Regions from separate parts of the Zea mays genome. Here region 1 is linked to region 2. Evidence: chromatin contacts called from public Hi-C data. All regions are on one chromosome and are shown on one strand. Each heading gives the region's core, a stretch centred on a gene start, on an enhancer-like site or on the middle of the called end of the contact. The rest is flanking DNA. Distances are from core to core; before and after follow the strand shown. Region 1 holds the start of LOC100282366 (Ribosomal protein L14p/L23e superfamily protein). Region 2 has its middle 67 kb from the start of LOC103650266.

What was found. Hi-C and Micro-C count contacts between places; a contact is called where the count stands out from the background.
Region 1: a contact with region 2 is called in a Hi-C map of leaf, with 4 times the contacts expected there. The contact joins the promoter of LOC100282366 here to the enhancer-like site in region 2. A contact is called at or near these places in 7 of 25 Hi-C or Micro-C datasets (bundle sheath, ear, leaf and 3 more).

What each region holds. Positions count from the first base shown.
Region 1 is chr3:113,436,780-113,443,646 of Zm-B73-REFERENCE-NAM-5.0, forward strand. It overlaps LOC100282366 (Ribosomal protein L14p/L23e superfamily protein), which reads left to right and starts at 3,448. Exons shown (of 4, transcript NM_001313847.2): 1 at 3,448-3,537; 2 at 4,063-4,117. The coding sequence starts at 4,084. LOC118476684 reads left to right here and starts at 6,250. Exons shown (of 1, transcript XM_035966265.1): 1 at 6,250-6,867. The coding sequence starts at 6,340.
Region 2 is chr3:112,619,005-112,625,719 of Zm-B73-REFERENCE-NAM-5.0, forward strand. No RefSeq gene overlaps it. Among protein-coding and RNA genes, the nearest start is that of LOC103650266, 67 kb to the left of the region's middle. Within about 2 kb of position 4,662, at least 15 of the 20 cell types and tissues checked have an H3K27ac peak or open chromatin away from gene starts, as enhancers often do. A contact at or near this core is called in bundle sheath, ear, leaf and 1 more, where this site is marked.

The sequences.
Region 1 (6,867 bases), core at 2,198-4,697, 820 kb after region 2:
TTGGTCGCTCCTTGTCGTTGGCTTGCTCGGTGGGGACTTGGTCGGCCGCTCTGCCTCATTGTCTTGCTCAGCAGGAAGACTTTAGTCCGCAAGAAGGTTTATTGGCCTTATTTTGGGTATCCTATTCCTAGGTACCCGACAACATCCCCCGAGCAATTTTAATTGCTTGGGGGTTTATTGCGCGGTTTAGGGTCGGACCCTGCCTGCGATTGGTCATCACACACTGAGGGTGGGTCCATTTTTGTTCGGCTACTGCCGATGGTCAAAATCTCGGGTGCGAGCAAGCGCATCTGCTAGATGTAGTCCCCAAGCCCTGAAGCAATTCTTTTGAATCGCTTGGGGGTTTACTTGATGTTTGCGCAATTTAGGGATTGACCCGGTCTACAATGGTTGTCATGCATTGAGCGTGGGTCCACTTTTGTTCGGCTATAGCCGACGATCAAAATCTCGAGTGCGCACAAGCGCATCTGTTAGATGTAGCCCCTGAGCGATTCATGTGCATCTCTTGGGGGTTTACTTGATGTTTGCGCAGTTTAGGGACTAACCCCGTTTGCGATGGTCATCACACATTGAGCGTGGGTCCACTTTTGTTCGGCTACTGCTGACGGTCAAAATCTCAGGTGCACGCAAGCGCATCTGCTAGATGTAGCCTCGAGCGATCATGTGAATCACTTGGGGGTTTACGTGGTATTTGCGTAGTTTAGGGACAGACCTGCCTGCGATGGTCGTCACACACGGAGTGTGAGTCCATGGTGCGCCGGAGTCGGGCATAATCCTCGAGTGGTGATCTTCTGTGTCGATCATCCTCTGAGCACTTGATCCTTGATCGGCACACTTCCCCCCTCGGAAGCCCTTATGAGGTCCTTTTCGAGAGAAGCGTTGCATTTCTCTGACCTAGTCGACACGTGGAAGGTGGCCATCAAACTTCAAACAAGTTATCCAAGTGATATCTGATCACCCTTTGGTAGGGTTTGGTTTCGACAAGTGGGCCCACTAGGAGGCTCGGCCTGGTGGGGGCATCTCATTTAGTCATTCCTTATTCAATCATGTCTCAGCCCTTTGGTCGGCCTAGTCGACCAAAGGGGGCCCTATGGCCACCCCAGCAGTCGAATTTCTGCAAGAGAATGTGAGGTTCGACCTTGGACATGCATGCGAGCAAATGACCTATGTGCTGATCACCTAGATTGCGGCTCACTAGGAGCTTGCTCAGTCCACCCCTCGCTCTGTGTGAGGAGTTTGAGGTGTATTTTGGGATTTTTACCTAAGCAACACGATTTAGTTACTAGGGTAGCACGGTAAAATAGGGGTCATCATGATGCTGCTTGGCGTGGGTGTCTTGATGGGATGCAAAACGGCTCGTTGGGCGTTTCGTGCTCAAGTGGTGTGACTGGGTGGTTAACCGTCCTTCCCCGTTGCCGTCGCTTCTCCTGTCGCGTGCTGCCTCGAAGCTATGTCCGATGCGGTTTGCGCCCAACAAAACGCGCAGTCCTCCACTCGACATCCGAGGCGGCGGTATCCTGGAGCGGCGGATCCTCCTAGGTAGCTCGCGGGGAGCCCACCTTTCAGGCACCACTTGGGTTTCTCGTTCCTACGCATAAAACAGAGCATGAGGGCATTTGGGTTCGGTTACGCTTACCAAAATTTTGTGCCTAAGCATCTGCCTTTTTCCTTCCTTGGCGGCCATCACACACTCCTCTGTTCGTCTTCCTCCCTTTGCTCGCCTTCCTCCCTAGCGATCTCCTCCTATCGTAACTCATGGATGCCTTTCCTTTGTGCACCTCACCCGTGCTCGGCTCGTGGACTTGGAGGGGAAGGGGGTTCCTTCCCCGCGAAACTGATCTCCGATTGGTGCCTGGAGGAGGAAGGCAACACTCCAGTGCTGCGCGACGGCGAGGTCGTGGTGCTTGCCTCCTTTTACGAGCATGGTTTTGGGCTCCTCCTACATTTGTTCATGCAGGGGCTTCTCTTCTACTATGGGTTGGAGCTCCATAACCTCTACCCAAACACCGTCCTCCACATAGCATGTTTCATCACTCTATGCGAGGCCTATCTCGACATGGCTCCCCATTGGAAGCTCTAGAAGCACTTTTTCAGCACGCGGGTGAGCCTTGGCCGGGGCGACCAATTGTTCGTTGGCTCCTTCAACATCTAGCTTCGTGGATCATGAAAATGATCCTACTTGTCAATCCCCCACCCATCCTCCATCCGCAGCTATGAGGGCAAGTGGTTCTACGTTCGGAACCTTGAGAGGAGCGCTCCTATGTTCACCGGGTGTGTCCTGGCGGCCAAGCTCGAGTGAACTTACATCGCGGAGAAGAGGTTCAAGTCGAATATTGCGTACATGTTGGACGTTATTGCCAAGCAAGGCAGGAGAGGCCTCTCCGTCGAGAGACTGATTCACATGTTTGTGCAATGCCGCCTTCAGCCACTCGTGGCCATGCCTGAGGGCGATGTGACAGTTCACTAGCGAGGGCGACTTAGATCGCCACTCCGTCATGAATCTGAGTATGGAGGAGATCGTCGCCCACGTTCTCGCTGTCACGGCACGGGTGAAATAAGACTTCACAGACGAGAGTGGACTCATGCCTTTCAACCATGCAAGGTTGAGTGATCTGGTGAGTTTTTGCTTGTCCTCCACTTCCTCTAGCTCCAGTACACGGTCCAGTACTCTGGGTCCTCGATCGGAGGTGGCTCCTGGGCCTCTGTCCATTCCGCGACAAAGTCGGCAATAGCCTCGGACTTGATCGCAGTTCTAGGGATGTAGCTGATGTCAAGCCCGTTGAGCTTGAGAGACCATTTCGCGATGCGTCCGGACAAATCCCGATTACAGATGATTTCGCCAAGGGGTGCGGTGGACACCACTGATCCCATCTCCTCGTACTCGGACTTTGCAACGCATATCGATTCGAAATCAGGAGTTGATGCAAAATAGATCCGCCCCTCTAGACACCGTACCCGACCGAATTGTGGTACCGTTTAGATAATAAAATGTAACATAAATGGTAATGGTAATGATTCACACTTAGGTACCAACGATAATAAGTTTAAATATGTTGGTATTAATTTCTAGTGAGGTATTTAATTACGATTGAACTTAAACAAACATGATTTAACGTTATTCGTTATCCATCACGTTACCAATATGCGAACCAAACAACACCTGTATTGTTTTTGACTCCCTATTTATTTCGTTGGTTTCCATTTCCGATATATCCATTTTCCAATTTCCAATACTGTCCCGCAAAATAAATGTAAAAATAGAAACGATAGATGTGTTTTCTGACCGCTTTCATCCACGCATAAGGATAGCTTGCACAGCCGTTAGAGATCAATAATAAGAAAGACGAATTCTAAATAAATAAAATGGGCTCCATATTTTAAACGATCTGGGCACCGCTTAACTGTAGGCCCATTACTCTATATGGGCCGGTCGACGATGTCCTGGACAAAAACCTCCTGCAGTCGTTTTCACCTCCTCCCTCTCTCACGGCGGCTTTTCTGGCGACGGCGGCGGCGGCGACGACGAGCAGCCACCTGGTACGCCCTTCCCTACCCTTCCCTTGACTTACCCTGCCTCCCCTTTCTGCTGTGCGAAACTGAGCACTCCAAAACCCTACCGTGCCGCCGCTTCCCCTCCTCTCCTCCTCTCCGCGCCACTCCGTGCTGCCGATCCCTTCCTCTCAACCTGGGGATCGCGGCTGTGTTCAACTTCAGCTGGTGTTCGGATTCTTCGTCAGCGGCTGGCGAGGACAGCTAGAGCGCCCGCCAACAATCTCAGGACTCAGGTTATGGGGGGCAGAGGTTCCTCTTTCTTTAGGCCTTGTTCGGCAGGGGTTGCATGGATTGAGAGGTATTAAATCTCTTTCTATTAAAATTTGACTAGCAAGGGATTTAATCCCCCCTCCCCACCACCACCAAACGGCAGTGTTTTTTTCTCGTTGGGGTTGATAACTGGAACTGGCGTGCCTTAAGCTGTTTGTGTCCGGACCTAACGCACTTACATGCATATGTATTATGCCCAAGTTCAACTCTGATTGCCGTGCACGATATTTTCGTTTGCAGGGGAAGAGCAGGTAGCAGGAAATGGCGGCGTTCCTGAGGTCAAAATGTTCACCAGGTATCAGTTTGAGGGCCTTTCGCTCTGCGATTTTGATTTTATAACGAGGACACGTCACATAGCATCTTCCTTCAGATAATACAATTGATCCAGTTTATATGAGCTTAGATTCAAGGGATTTGCTAAAATTCAGTTATTACATACTCCCTCTGTACCAAAATACATTTCGTTTTTTTTCCTTTTTAGTAGATTCATACAATAATTGGTGTATATGCTCTATATATGTGTCTACATTCATCATCATATAGTTGAATATAGACATAATCACATAAATATCAAGAGCTAAAACAAATACTATTTTGGAACGGAGGGAGTATATTTTATAGTAAAATTTATGTTTTTTGTTGCAATTTCTGTAGGCATAGTCTGTATTTTTTTTAAAAAAAAATTCGAGAATAAAATACCTATTAGATAAAACCACAAATTCAACAAAATTTTATCGATGCTGGCACAAAGATTATTTACAATTATTTCTATAGTTAGACAAGGACAAAAAATTTCTATGTTACAACACAAGAACCGTAACAAATCACAGCGTCTACCCGAAACATACAGCAAGTGCGCGCGTGGTACAACTGTAGTACTCCACAACAGTATGAGCTGGACTCAGGCCATGGACAGCGTGCCACAAATTCTATTACCCGGGAGTCAAGTTTGGCTTTTGGCACCAGGGAATGTATTGTTGATGGTCTGACATTGCCTGAACGGACTATAAGAAGGTGATATTGCGTATAATGTGTGGGATGATATTGCATTAAGCCTTTAGGGAGAATATATAAGAGTACATGACTTGGAGGGCAAGAAGCCTATCGTAGAGATAAAGAAGGTTATCCTAGACACAAGGAAGATTATCCCGGGATTACGATCAATCCTAAATCAACCATATCAGTATTTGCCTAATATACTCTAACATGTCTAATATACTCTAACATGGCTTTTGGGCCCTCGGAATAATGGAGATATCCCCCATAGTCAAAACGCCGGTGCGAATGTTGCGACTGGAGTGGCCCATGTAGACGATAGCCCTTTATGCCGATTATGTCGAGATAACCGAGTGCAAGGGCGCCGAGCTGTTATCGAGGTGCTATGCGTCGGGTAGCTGTGGTCGATGTAGTTGTCGAGGACGCCAAAGAAGACAAGCCGCACAAGTCGTGGGCGTAGGCGTAGCACGCGGGAAGGCCCGCTGCATGCCAGGAGGCACCAGGGTGACGGTGGCGCAGGAGGGTGCCATAGACGAAGACGGCGACACAGTCGTAGAGGAAGTAGCCGATGCCGAGGACGTGCTATCAAACCGCAGTGGACGAGGCGTGCTTCAGGTTTGCCATGCCTGGAAACACGTCGTAGACGAATGCACGTGTTGGCGTTGCCAGTACCGCATGTACTAGGTAGAAGCCCCAACCAAGTGTCAGCGTCTGAAGGGACCAACAGAGAAGACCTCCACGACGGTTGTGGTGTAGTATGGCAGGAGTGTCGTCGTAGCTCATGGTTGTCAAATCGGAGTAGACAAAGTAGTGAGGATGAGATGGCGATGCTGGCAACAAGGTCGTGCTGGAAGAAGGCGAAGAGGTAGGCGTGGTGACGCATCGAGGATCCTGGAGTTGCGGCGGTGAGAGCCACGACACACAGGAAGAAGAGACTCGACAACACAAGTGGAGCGCGACGGCAGTACTTGTCGGCGAAGAACTTGATGACGAACGTGGTGCAGACCAGCGACGGAGGGTGTCGACGTAGCATGCAGGTGAAATGCAGATCGACGGATGTGCTGACGCAGCTCGCAGGTGTCGAACAGTTCGCAGACCACGCACATGAGACGCACACCGACGGAGTCGACGACGATGTAGATGTGACGGCGGGGGTCGACGACGAATGGCGACGCTGCTGCCCGAAGAGGCGACATAGCCGCAACCCTTGCGCTTGGTTAATAAACTCGCGGCAGACGACAGACGTCACGGGAGGGTGAGGTCGCGTGCACGATTGGTTGGACAGATGGACGGCGTGCGAGGCAAAGACAATGATAACGATGTTGATGGCAGAACCTCCCGATCAGTAGTGGCGAGTGGCGACGATGAACCGACAGAGATCGACGTGCCTATGAAGAGGCGCAAAGACAACATGTGGGTGTCCCCTAGCATGCCGCTAGCCGCTCCATACAACACAGTTGGAGAAGAGGAAGGAACTGGTGTTGTCAAGGCCAATGTCGATGATGCGCGAGTCGATGGGCGATGGAGACGCGAACTCGATCACTGACTAGAAAAACGAAAAGATGCAGCAACAATAGATCTGGTACATCATCGGTAACCCTGCTCCTTTTCTGTGCCTCCTTGCCGTCGACCAGCTCTGACAGGCACACTGAGCATGTGCCCTCCAACCCTGCCATGACGGAGGGAGCCAGCAACGCGAGCCCAACAAAGGCCAACGCGGCGGCGCTCGGGCAGATGCTCATGCAGCATGGCTCCCATGGAGGCTCGCATGAACCTGGAAGGGCGACGGCGGCACACACAGGAAGGGGTCACACATCCGCGTGCGCTTGTGGAGGAAGACTGCGGCGGCACGTGCACCCGCAGAAGAGGTCTGGTGTGGCGACACAAACCCGGGGCAGAGCGAGACCCGACCTGTCCTTCCCACGACGTGCTGGTCCCGAGGACTGCCCAACCACGGTTCGGCCGACAGCGGAGGTTGCATCCGCCTCCATGGCGGCGTGCGATGTTGCTGGCGGCGGGGATACAACCCCATCACAGCCGCCACCACGA
Region 2 (6,715 bases), core at 3,412-5,911:
CGAGCCTGACTAGGACGACCCAATGGAGAGGAGCATGTACCGACCACCGTCAATGCCGGACATCGCACTTAAGCAAGAAACCGAACACCAGGAAGTCAAAAAGGAAAAGTAAACAACTTCAAACCAAAGGAAATCTTACTCCGACCCCAACATGCTATTGGCGTAGCATCCCCATTGGGAGCCCATTGACCTATCGCTTGCAAGGATCCATCCAAGATGGTAAAAGGTTATGGACTAAAAAGAAATGAGGCGTAGGGGTATGAGTACGACAAGCGACGACCCCCATGCCTATAAACACAAGAAGAGCACAACACCTATGAGTAAGAGGGGTCCGACACGTAGGCGCCTCCTTGACTGTCAGAAAATTTAAGCTATAATTAGTTTCCAATGAAGATGACCCTTCGAGATTGCCCGCTGAAACACAAAGAGATGATTTGAAACCCGCGACATGTAGAGACTATTGTTGAATACCGCCCAACCCCACCGCGAAGGGAACCACTAAGGGGAGACACTCTCCCCTCAGGGGCTCGGGGCCTACTATCAGGGTTCGGATCCCTAGGTTACTAGGGCCACGAGTTAGTGGGAAGATAATAGTGAGCCTACCCAGGTAAATCCGCCCCGCAACCAGGCGAGCCCTACACATCGAGCGAGGGGTCGGGCAAAGGTGGATGTAGGTGAGAGGGGTCAGACAGATCGATCGGAACCCACTCGAGTGGATTTCACGTGTTCATCAGACTACTCCCACTGTCAGCTCCGAACACACTGCATTTCCTACACCCGACAACCAGACACGGTGTAGGTAAAGCTAGTCTTCCTCCCTCTCATGATCTATGGGCCTTTGGTCTGAGCCCCATCCATGACCTATGGATTCTAAGCCTAAGTCTCTCGATGCCCTACGAGCCTGCACAACGACAAGGGGAGAACAATAGTTAGGCTATGAAGGCAGAAGGTGGACATAGGAAGAAGCATACAAGAACGAGTAATGATGATGCCTGTACTTTCGTCACCAACAAAGATCACACGCTCCCTCGGCAATCTCAGAGATGCAGAGGGACACTCAAGCGAGGATGGATGTCGATACACGACATGGTTTTACTAGGGGTGAACCATTTCTTTTACCCTAACGTTATCCTCCCTTCCAGGAGAAGCTATCTTTAACCACCTTCCCCCTTGATCTATAAAAGTGGGGAGGGTTGGCCTCTAGAGAGAAAAACACAAGAGACATAGAGATTCTAGCAAGATCGAGACAACCTTTAGATGAACAACACATAAAGACTTGGGACCATTTTCTCTCTCGCCTTCTTGTAACCCCTACTATGAGCAATCAGGTTCTGGTAGCGCGAGCAATCGAAGAATGCAAGTAGGGATAGTCTACCCGAACTAGTATAACTCTTGCACCCACTAAGCACACCATACAGACCTAAAATGCATACACACAAATTTACTCGTCGGTCCTAGTTCCAAACACCGACACCGCACCTCCATGCCTTCCTAGCAGTCATGTCCCCAACCATGCTCGTCGTCAACTTCTTCTACAACATTGCCCTAGATGTGGCGGAGCAGCTCCGTGTGCCCCTATGACGCCGCATGGGGCTCCGTTTTCCAACTTCACTGCTCCCTAACATGTGTTGGATAACCACCCCAAAATAGGTACAACATCTCCCCCTCTCTCTCCAAGTTTCTTCCCATATTTCAAGGACACTCCACCAAAACCAAAGTATGCTTAATGATATGATTATGATATGGTGACTTTTAAGTGCACAAATCCAAATTTTGGGCAATTTTCTTGGACACTAGAAACCTCTAGATGATTGGAGTTTTGCTCCTAAATTGATATTTATGATAGGCTGTATGTTCTCAGGTTTGTTCTGTATTAACTATGGCCTTTCCCAAATGATGTTGCACCCAACAATTGATTGGGTGTGCTGGACTCAAACTACCAAACAATTGTGTGCAGTTTGAACAGATCCAATTATTAAGGCATGAGAGGTACACAAACAAATTAATTTATAGGTCCATGCAAACATAGTTGTCTTCTCAAGTATTTTAGCTGCAGTAATTCATGTTTGGACTTCAAAGAGCCTTGCTTTTATGCAAAGCCTCTTGATGTGAACTACAATATTTTTATTCATTAATGATGCACGATTCAAGAACATTACACAAATTTCAGTTTTTGTTGTTGTGCCATATAAAATGATGTATTTGATGTCATAAACAATTGTGTTTACCTAAAATAATCGCATATATAGAGTTAGATGTTGATTTATCTTATGATCATGTGTGGTCAGGCAGGAAAATGAATTTGGTAATAATGCCAACCTTACACTTTTCGTACCCTTTGTTTGATATTTTTTTAAACAAGATCTTACGCCATGCACATTTGTTCATACCAATCTTGTCAAGTTTATTTCTTTTACTTAGACCTTAATGTCAGTGCAAATATACTAATAAATATCTAACATTTTAGATCATGTCTGCTTTGATGAGCAAGACAAGCCAATCATCATCTCAGCCTTTTTTGTTTTCCTCGAAAGAAAATTTGGCAAATCTATATTTTGGTAGTAAAAAAACTCAACTCTACCCTTTGCGTGTTTTTAGAGTCTTCATGGTTTCTTGGGTGCTTTGCTCTACTATATAACATACTTTGGTGATTTCATTATTCATAATTTAATACTCTGGTCAACATGAATATCAAATGTGTTTATTTCTTCATGTTCTAGTTGACTTTCTCATCGATACAGAATGAATCATAGACCTCTAAAAGAGGTCACACCTCATTCACATCAATGGACTATTGGAGTTAGGACTATCAGGTTTTTTGAATGCAAAAGAACAATCACCTAGAGTTAGAATAGATTTTATTCCCATTGATGGGTTGGTGCTCCATTTCTATGTTTGGTTAGTTATTTAGTCACACATATCATTTTTGCTTATGCTTTGTATTAATTTGGACAAGGAAGCATGTTATAATAAACACAAAGGTAAAAGTAAAAAAAGGATCAACCAGCTCCATACACCTGCCACACAACGCCACCTTGACCCGATTGGTATTTTCCCTTTTTTCATCCGATTAGTGTCATCTTAACATGTTCTTAACATATCAATATGTTTTACCTTAAATGTTATTAGGTCACAGATGGCAGGAGAGAAGGGGACATCAAGGATTGGGACATAGACAGTGATGACCGGTGACATCGAGAGATAGAAATTCATAGTTAGTTAATTTCACAATATAAAAACTACTCCTTTTCCACTAAGAATGGGAAGGTTATTGTTCCTGAAAACAAAAAATTGTAGGAGTATATGTTTTAATATTAGCATTTCTATTATGTCATAAACTAATTGTGACAGTTGGTTTTACCGTGGCTACATTGTCTGTATTGTTCTTGTCACATTCTTGTCACAAGTATATGAAGGCTCCTTCAAATCTTTTGAACTCATGAAATGTTGGATGCTCATTGTTGATTTGGTATTTATTGTGGGTGCATACTGAACTATGTTTCTCTATAAGCTCTTATATATTTTTCTTGTGGCTGTTGGATGTATTCTAAACATTTCCTTTTTGTTTCAAAACTCTTTGTTGTTATATTAATGTTTAGAACCATCTCTTTTTCAGGAATAAGAGAAAGATGAGGTTGTTAGGATGAGGAACACTTCCTGATTGATTTAATAAGATAGTTGAAACCTTATTTCCTAATGCCTTCGGTCATCAAGAAATTAAGAGGACACTTCTTATGCTTTTGGGTGATGTTCATAATATAACACATGAAGGTATCAACCTTAGAGGTAACATCAATGTCTATATTGTTGGCGACCCAGGATGCACAAAGTCTTAGTTCCTAAAGTAAGCATTGTCATGGCATTTTCTTTAATCATGTCTTGTTAGGTTGTGTTGAACTTTTCAGAAATTTGATCTTAGTGCTTCTACTTTGCTAGATAACACATTTTACAAATAATGGTAATTATGCATTGTTGCAACTAGGAATCTCAGTTACTTGCTAACTTGTCTATGATCTCATGAATGTATGGTTGGGTTTTAACTGCTTGAACATATTTTGCTAAATGATAATATGGATTATTTGTCTTGAAATGTTGAGAATTCTATATTACAGTTGTTTTCATTTTTGTTTTACTAAAATAGACCTTATATAACTAAACTCTTTCCTTCATTAATCATAACATATTTAAAATGTGATTTTCAATCCAGTTGTGAGATATACTGCTAGTATCGTTCCAAGATATGTTTACATGTCAGGGAAGTCATCATCTGTTGCTGGCGTGACAACGATTTGCTAAATAACTGGAGACCGGTGAATTCTCATTGAGGTACTACCAAATGTTGGAAATATATTTCTTTTTTTTTCATGACAAATATTGTTGAAGGCAAACAAAACATTGAGACATCCATACATGTAATTCGGTTCTTGCTTAGATTTGTGGGTTCAGTTGTGCTCTACATTTCGGAGTAGAGTTGTGATGATTGGTTGTTAAATGCTGTAGGTTGAGATCATGTATACCCTTGTAAATTATTTGTTATATATTATGTAGAAACCGTAGCCACGCATATGTATTTAACTTGTCATGTGTTATTGGACAGCTACACGGGCCGTACATTGCCCAACGGAGCCAAATTGATATCTTCCTGGGCCTCGGAAAGCCCAGGTGCATGCATAACATGCAGCCCACGCCACCCTCCACACACCTAAGCGATTTCACGTGCGTACTGTGTGTGTGTGTGTTTTTTTTTTGGTGCATCCAAGTATATCGCATGTGTCTGTCTACGTATCTGGAGTTTTATTTGACAGTTTGGTCAGTATCAAATCGCACAAGTATCGTAATGGTGCAACTGAGAAATAAGACATCTGTCAAAAAGCACAAGTATATCTCGTGGCCGAATTGCTTTTCATCTGTCGCGTGTCTCCCATCACATCATATGTACAATCAGCTAGCCGTGCATTCCATCTCCCATAGAACATGCAGCTGATAGATGCGTATATGCTAGTGCTAGTAGCTAGGCGATCGAGCATCATATCATCCAATTGATCCATGTTAGCTAGCTAGTTAGTTAGGTCCATGATGAGCTCGATCGAAAACGGCACGAGGCAGAAATGAGCAGCGTCCATGTGACGCCTGACGCCACACGCCACCACTAGATTGATCGCTACAACTGAACTGACATAACGCACGTGGACGTACCTATGCATTCACCTGTAGTTTTAAACGACTCTCCTAAGCATAGATTACCTTATTTTCGAACATTTATCGTTCACTAGTTCATTTTAAAACTAAAACATAACAAAAAAAGCATAAACATATGATAGTCAAGATATCTCCGACGGCTCCTTTGGGAGCCATCAGACATAACGTTATGTCTGACGGCTTCCTACAACCGTCAGACATAAGGTCGTACATCCGACGGCAGTCAGTTAAACTGTCGGACATAACCTTATGTCCAACGGTTGTTAGACAAGCCGTCGGAGATAACCTTATATCCGATGACTCCCAACTCAGCCGTCAGACATAAGGGAGTTTAATCCCATGGCGTCCAACGTTTCATTCCGAGACACATTGAGCCTCTAGCCCACGACGCCGCCGCCGCCACCGCCGCCGGTGCTGCCCCGGCCGCCCCATCGTGCCCTCGCTGGCGCCGCCCCACCGCCGCCGACCCCAGCCCCCGCCCCACCCTCACCGCATGTTAAGTGAGTATTTTTTGTTTGTAGTATTATTTTGTATATGTATATATTGTTTTGTAGTTGTCATTTTTGAGTATTAAATAATTAGTATGTTAAATATTGTTTAGCTTGTTATGTCCGATAACCGGAATTTGATTATGTAATTAATTTAGTTTGTTTTAGTTTACTTAGTGGTGCTTAGATAATTTAAACTTTTAGTTTCTGAGGGTAATTATTATGCCCTCGGAAATAAGGTTATTTTATATGATTTGTCACACATGACAATGTTATTTCGTATATAATATTGTATTGGTGGTTTATTAGTTGAACTACATAATAAGGTACGATGGTTCTAGTTTTTTGTAGTGTATCGTAGTGGGACTTATCCTTTTCTATAGATATAGTGGCGTGATTTACTTAACTAATCAAGTTAACGTCTCGTATCTAGTATGTAGGAGGATCGTCGATAGATGTATGAAGGCTGGAAGAAAAGAGGTGCTCTATTAAGTGAGTGGGTTGCCAAGACTGACGCATTTCTCGGCCATGCTTTTGCTCGATCAGAGACTGGAACCGATGTTAGGTGCCCTTGTAGCAAGTGTCGGAACATTTATTTCCTTGACAGGAGGACTATGTCAATAGATCTTTGTAAGAACGGTTATATGTCTGGCTATGAGGTGTGGGTGCACCACGGTGAGGACCCACCTCCTCGTATTGTATCAGAAGTTCAGTCACATGAAGAGGGGGACTACAATAGGATGGAAGAGATGCTTGATGATGTACGTCATGAGCTTCTACCCGTCAATTCGGAGAACCCCGGTCAACCCTCCAATTAGAAGGATCCTCCTACGCCTGAGGTTCAAAAGTTCTTTGAGCTCCTTAAAGTTGTCGAAGAGCCATTGCACGAGCACACGAAAGTGACCGTCCTTGTGTTCGTGACTCGACTTATGGCTATTAAGTCTAAGTTTGCATTCTCAAACAACTACTACAAGGAGCTTCTGAACTTGATCAGTGATGTACTTCCGGAGAATCACAAGATGCCAGGT